2 separate regions of the Salvelinus alpinus genome follow, and region 1 is linked to region 2. Evidence: chromatin contacts called from public Hi-C data. All regions are on one chromosome and are shown on one strand. The core of a region is the stretch at or near the end of the contact, and the rest is flanking DNA. Distances in the headings are between cores, read along the strand shown.

What was found. Hi-C and Micro-C count contacts between places; a contact is called where the count stands out from the background.
Region 1: a Hi-C map of muscle shows a contact between it and region 2, with 8 times the contacts expected there. The contact joins the promoter of parp12a here to the promoter of rxylt1 in region 2. A contact is called at or near these places in 3 of 3 Hi-C or Micro-C datasets (liver, muscle and red muscle).

The regions. Positions count from the first base shown.
Region 1 is chr15:47,393,799-47,397,265 of SLU_Salpinus.1, reverse strand. It overlaps parp12a (poly (ADP-ribose) polymerase family, member 12a), which reads right to left and starts at 1,516. Exons shown (of 12, transcript XM_071343811.1): 1 at 1,130-1,516; 2 at 127-262. The coding sequence starts at 1,446.
Region 2 is chr15:47,221,156-47,224,753 of SLU_Salpinus.1, reverse strand. It overlaps rxylt1 (ribitol xylosyltransferase 1), which reads right to left and starts at 2,135. Exons shown (of 6, transcript XM_071343807.1): 1 at 1,603-2,135; 2 at 1,215-1,394; 3 at 954-1,056; 4 at 535-849; 5 at 3-173. The coding sequence starts at 1,750.

The sequences.
Region 1 (3,467 bases), core at 267-2,766, 170 kb before region 2:
GAAATTCCAGCTATTACAGAGTAAGGAGGTGAACATACAGTATTACCTTATTGCTAACCTTCCCAGTAACCTATCCAATCTTTTTAGATCCACTAATTGGTAGAGGTAATTTTGGGAGCCACCCACCTCAGGCATCAGGTAGGGGTCGTTCTGCAGCAGTAGTGGAAACAGCTCTGCCTCCCCCAGATCATGGTGACCCACACTCCTTATAAGAGCTGTGTTGTGTGTGGAATCTAGACTGTGGGCATTTTTGCACTTGTTCCTAGAGTTTAAAGAGAAATGCAAACAATGTAAGTACATTGACAAAAGATGAGCAACAAAACCAAGACAACAAAAGAGTCACATGACTAACTTTCAAGCATTAGTCAGGTCAACAATGCTGTTGGCTCCTCAGCAAAAATATGTTGTTGTTAGCTACTATATCTATTCACTAACTAGTCCAATCAAAGCTTATGATATCCAATACTCATTGCAAATGAATGAGTCACAGGGCCAGTTACAACAGGTGTGTTTGTGGTCAAAGTGTAACAATAGCAGATTCTACACCCGAATTATCAACATTACTAAATATTGGATATTCAGTTCTCTCTGTCAATAGCTCTTAAACAAATCGTGCCGTGACTATGAAAATTATATATTCTGGATCATGGGAAGATGGAGAAAAATCCATACCTTTTTTGGGCGGGGGGCCTCCATCTCCCTTGATTCAGAATACATAATTTTCATAGTCACGGCACGCTTTGTTTAAGAGCTATAGAAGATTGAAATCTAAGAGCTATTGAAGACTTTTCTGGATTTCAATTTACTTAAAAAAAAAAAAACATGGATTGTTCTCCATCTTCCCTTGATTCAGATATAATTTTCATTGTCATGACATGATTTGTTTAAGAACTATTCAATCTTTGTTATTATAAATAAAAGTAGCGGATTGTTCTCCATTCACCCGATTCAAAATATACCAGTTGTATAGCCATAGCATGCCTTGTTCAATTGCTATTGAGGAGAGAACCGAATATCCAATATGAAACTAATTTTACCTCAGAGTATTTACCTATGATATGAAACATCTGTAGTTCCACTGAGATAAAACAAATAATGTTTATATAGTCTGACAGAACATGACACCTACCCGAACCTGCAGTTACCGCATACAAAGTATCTGCACAGGTGTAAGTTCTCGCAATGAAGACAATCGCCAGGAGGGCTTTGACAGACTCGCAGTGAAGTCTTTGCAACAATAACACTGTTCTGGCTCATAGCGAGACGCGAGGCCTTTCCTTCGCCTTTACTGATGGCATATTTTCCTCTGTCACAAAGTATTCCAAGGAGGACCTCATCTGCAACAGTAAACTTTTGACCAACGATCTGGTCAAGCTGCTTGAAGTCCAAGCATCCTTGATTTCCACACAGAATTTTTGTTACATATTGAGACACGACAGACGACATCGTGTTTCGGTCGGAGAAATTATATTTTATGAACCTCACCCAATTTGCAATTGGTCGTCAGTCACACTTCCGGAGAAACGAAACTGAAAGTCAAAGCTCGAGTCGTGCCCTTTAAACCGGGTTCCACTAGATTTCACAGCCATAACGTCAAAAGGTTCTATAATATTGTAAAAATTCATGAAAAAATATATAATTTTGTATTTTTGGTTAGGCACAAGGTTAGCAGTGAGGTTAAGGTTAGGTTTAACATTTAAAGTAGAAATGGTCGGGGTTTATGACTGTGGCTGTGGAAGCTAGTGCTGCTTTCAACATGGACAATTTGGTAGTTGTTGAAAATTCACACTACCAGGTCCTCTGTTTATATGACCAACATAGGATTTTGCATAACCTCTGCTTTTTATTCCACTGTGTTATGTAAAACATGAAATACATAAATTCATGTAATAATACCTAATGGTCACACGATGGCATTACAGTATAGCAATGAACAATAGAACTCGCAGGCAACTTTTGTTACCTGTCAAGTTGCTTCTACAAAGTATTGACTCAGGGGTGTGAATACTTATGTAAATGAGAAATCTCTAATAAATTACTAAACATTTGTAAAAACATGTTTTCACTTTGTCAATATGGGGTATCGTGTGTAGGTGGTGGAGAAAAAAATACATATTTAATCCATTTTGAATTCAAGCTGTAATACAGAAAAATTGAATAAGTCAAGGGGCATGAATACTTTCTGAAGGCACCATATGCAGCAGCACTAACTCTACGTCAGACTTAAATATGGGCTAGCCGCTAGAGAATAAGGAACTCAATGGCATTTACTATATGTAACCCCTTAATTTGTGTGAATTGAATGGTGCGGTTTATTCTTATGGACTTTCAAACATATCAGTTTAGGTCTTATACAGTTGAAGTCGGAAGTTTACATACACCTTATGCAAATACATTTAAACTCAGTTTCACAATTCCTAACATTTAATCCTAGTAAAAATTCCCAGTTAGGATCACCACTTTATTTTAAGAATGTGAAATGTCAGTATAATAGTAGAGAGAATGATTTATTTCAGCTTTTATTTCTTTCATCACATTCCCAGTGGGTCAGAAGTTTACATACACTCAATTAGTATTTGGTAGCATTGCCTTTAAATTGTTTAACTTGGGTCAAACGGTTCAGGTAGCCTTCCACAAGCTTCCCACAATAAGTTGGGTGAATTTTTGCCCATTCCTCCTGACAGAGCTGGTGTAACTGAGTCATGTTTGTAGGCCTCCTTGCTTGCACACACTTTTTCAGTTCTGCCCACAAATTTTCTATAGGATTGAGGTCAAGGCTTTGTGCTGGCCACTCTAATACCTTGACTTTGTTGTCCTTAAGCCATTTTGCCACAACTTTGGAAGTATGCTTGGGGTCATTGTCCATTTGGAAGACACATTTGCGACCAAGCTTTAACTTCCTGACTGATGTCTTGAGATGTTGCTTCAATATATCCACATAATTTTCCTGCCACATGATGCCATCTATTTTGTGAAGTGCACCAGTCCCTCCTGCAGCAATGCACCCCCACAACATGATGCTGCCAACCCCGTGCTTGCTGGGATGGTGTTCTTCGGCTTGCCAGCCTCCCCCTTTCTCCTCCAAACATAACGATGGTCATTATGGCCAAACAGATCTATTTTTGTTTCATCAGACCAGAGGACATTTCTCCAAAAAGTACAACTTTTTCCCCATGTGCAGTTGCAAACCGCAATCTGGCATTTTTATGGCAGTTTTGGAGCAGTGACTTCTTCCTTGTTGACCGGCCTTTCAGGTTATGTCAATATAGGACTTGTTTTACTGTGAATATAGATAGTTTTGTACCTGTTTCCTCCAGCATCTTCACAAGGTCCTTTGTTGTTGTTCTGGGATTGATTGGCACTTTTCGCACCAAAGTACGTTCATCTCTAGGAGAAAGAACGCGTCTCCTTCCTGAGCGGTATGACAGCTGCGTGTTCCCATGGTGTTTATACTTGCGTACTATTGT
Region 2 (3,598 bases), core at 886-3,385:
ACTTCTCTCTGCCAGTAGTGATGCACTCTTTGTCCAGTCCTGTTTGTTTCAAGATCTCCATGAGTGCTTCCCTCGAGGAGTTCTTGTAGACAGTTCCCAGGAAGTTACAGAGGAAAGGCCTTGTGGAGCTCACCATATGAGAGTTTGGCATGACCACAGGAAACTGCCTGTATCTGAACAGAGTGGGCATACAAATCCACTTTTAAAATATGCTCCTCTCTGGTGCAATGCTATACCTAAAGTGTTAAAATGTACTATTATGTAACCTACAATGGAAACATGATTGAAAGAAGGGAAAAGTACATGTTGAGGGAAGAAAGACAAACAAGAAGTGCAGAATTCTGAAACATGAGAAACAAACTCAGAGAAACCCTCAAACTAAATCAGGGCCTGTATTAACAAACCATTTCAGAGTAGGAGTGCTGATCTAAGATCAGGTCCTCTTTCCATATAATTATGATCTCAAAGATATAACTGATCCTAGATTAGCACTCCTTCTCTGACACTTTATGAATAAGGGTTCAGATGACCTACGTGGCTACTCCAAGGGGCCACTGGAAGACATCCTTGTCGTTGACCCAGGGGCTGTCATAGACCAGGAAGAGCAGGTCCACAAAGCCCCCGTGCCTCCTCAGGTAGGGGCTGATCCAGTCGTTGGTGCAGCGCTCGCTGCCCAGCAGAACCACAGCCACACGATTCACAGCGTGGAACTGCATCAAGGTCTGGACATGCTGCAGCCACCGGGTGGCGTAGGAGATCTTCTGCTGCTCCCGGCCGTTCAGCACCAGAACCACACTGTCTGTGTCCAGAGGAACGTGGCCTTGGATCACCGCTGGGCCTGTGTAGAAACTACAGACAGACAGATGGTGGGTGGAGGGCTGTCAGAATAGCTGACATCAGCTAGATCATATGCATCTTATATTGTGATAGGAGTCTCATTTGTGATGCCTTACCTGAAATCTATCTTTCCCACCTGTATCTCCCCCTCTCTCCACTGTGCTTGTATGTCAGTGGGGCTGAGGGGACCTTCTAAAATATGTTCCCAAAGGTAAAGTCCTGATAGAAGAGAGGAGTTACTTCAGAGGGACAATATCCATAAGAATGTTTTTTACGCCATAATGTAACCTAACATTGTAAGAGGAAGCGTCAAACAACAAAGAGATATCAAGCAATATTGTACAACTTATCACAGAAGATCCCTAAAAAAGCATTACCTATGGCCGCTTTCCCCCAGATTTGAACTTTGTATCTCTTGGGCCTGTTCTTGTCAATGCGCTCCTGGTATTGTCTGAAAGCCTCCCTCTGTTTGTGCAGAGCAGAAAGCGCATTAGCCTGCTCATCCTCCCAAGGGTTCCACACATCATCCCCAATGTAAGGAGCCACAACACCACCACCTGTAATCACCAAAACAACAGTACAAGAACACTTATTGGAGCTAGCTAGTTAGTGGTTTTCAAATAGCCAATTCACATGACCAGTCCATAACCATGTCAGGGTATTCACGTGTTGACTGTATATGATCATATACAGCATTGGACATGACCCGCAAACTATGGACAGTGAGTTTATTTTGTCAGATAAGTAGCTAGCTAGGTAATTTACCTGAGGTTGCGACTGTAATTTTCTTCACCACTCTGTGGACACGGGTGATCACCTTCGTATTAAAAAACACGTTGTATGCAGCATACAAGGAAAACACCACATACACAAAAACTATCAGGATGAATATTTTTCTGTTATGTTTTTTCATGTTTTCCTTCTCACGTTACCATTCTGCACTCGAGTATCAGTTAAAGTGACCAATATATGTACAGCTCGTTGTCTCGGAAACACTGAGAAAGCAATCAAAGGCGACTGTTTACAGTTCAAGGACCCAGCTCAAAGGCTGGCATAAGATTTGCCGGAGAAAAATGATTCCCCTTTTGGAATTAATCTACGTGAAGCATTTTCTTCTTATCGTCATACAGAACCGATTTCTATTTTGATAATTAAAGCGACTCGTGTGGCATAATTGAAATTAAATACAAAACAAATTGCTTACAAAGATGTTATAAGAATTGAGACTGCGCGTTGAAACATAATCCCGGATGTTACCCAGGACGTACGTAAAGCGGAGCGAGCTGCCAGTTAAGACAAAGACAGAAACTGCTTATCCTTTATAAATCCACGATCACGCTCGTAGGCGATGTCATGGCGACGTTGTCTAGCTAAACTCATGCGCAGAAACACGTAATCGGGTCTAACGGTCGACAAACGCCAAACTGCGCATGTGCTTGCCATCAAATCAAAGGCAATCCAATATAAAATAGTGTTTGACGAAAATGAAAAGGTGCAGTTTATCACTTTTAACAGGTTGGACTAATAACATGTACAATTACTTAAAACATTGGCTCGAATCTAGGTTGTGCCTTTAGATTTCGATAAATAAAAAAATATAAAACTTCTCTCATTGACTACTCAAACCCTGGCCTGCTTCACAAGCTTTCCCGAAAGTCTCGCAATGTTGCCCCTCTGGGTTTAAAAACTCTGTGGTTAAGGCAGATTTATTAGAGAAAGGAGGAGATATGAATCCCACTGGGCAATAAATGGGTGAATGTATAAGGTCTCACCCAGCACACTGTCGACCAATCGCGTTCACGTTGTCATAAAGCGTCACGCGGTTGCTAAACCGAATCTAGAAACCTGCCTATTTACCTCGAAAGTACTTAATGTCAAGATTCCAAAGCTATGTGATATTACAGATAAGTTAATTATCTCACATCTCCGAAAATATTTGTTATGTTGTACTTCTTGTTGACGAGACGTATGCCAATATATATTTTTTGAGCTAGCACCCAATTGACTCCCATTACACCTTAAAGTAGAGCTCTCCTTGTCCCAGAATGCACCGCGCGGCTCATTGATAACGCATGGGCAACGTACACGATGGGTGTTATTACGATTCCAGTGGATTTTTGCATCTCCTTAAAGGTATCTCTGGTTAAGGCATAGGGAAGACCTCACTGGTCTTTTTCTAGCGATGGAAAGGTCGAGTCTTTTTACTCATTGTGATCTTTTCGATTCGTTCAGTCAAAGGAACAATTATTTATACTAATTTCATTAATTTGAGTCAGTAACTATGTTTCCATTAGTGTAGGCTGCTGAGTGGAGGATGGCTCATAATAAATGTCTGGAAAGGAGCAATTGGAATGTCATCAAACACATGGTGTTTCCATCCCAATTTTTTATGTGAGTAAAGTCACACCACCCCCCCCAAAAAAAAATATAAACAGCTGTGATGGAAACATGTATTTTCAGTACAATTTTATAAATGACGACAGAATTTGTTCATTCGACATGGTGGGATCTTTTTGTGTTGGTAAAATTAATAATGAGAGAAATAGTGTTGGAATGCCTTTATGCGCAAATATTGATATAATAACCATCATATCAAAGTAAACTTGGAGTCACGCGATGGTATGGTGTGTGTTCCTCCCGCTATGACTTGGGAAACCATGCAGTTTATTAGGCTACAGATTAAATAAATGATTAACTTCACAGGGAGGTGAAAGTGCACAGGGGGTCTTGATGCTCCTTTTCAATAAATATTGAGGGTTTT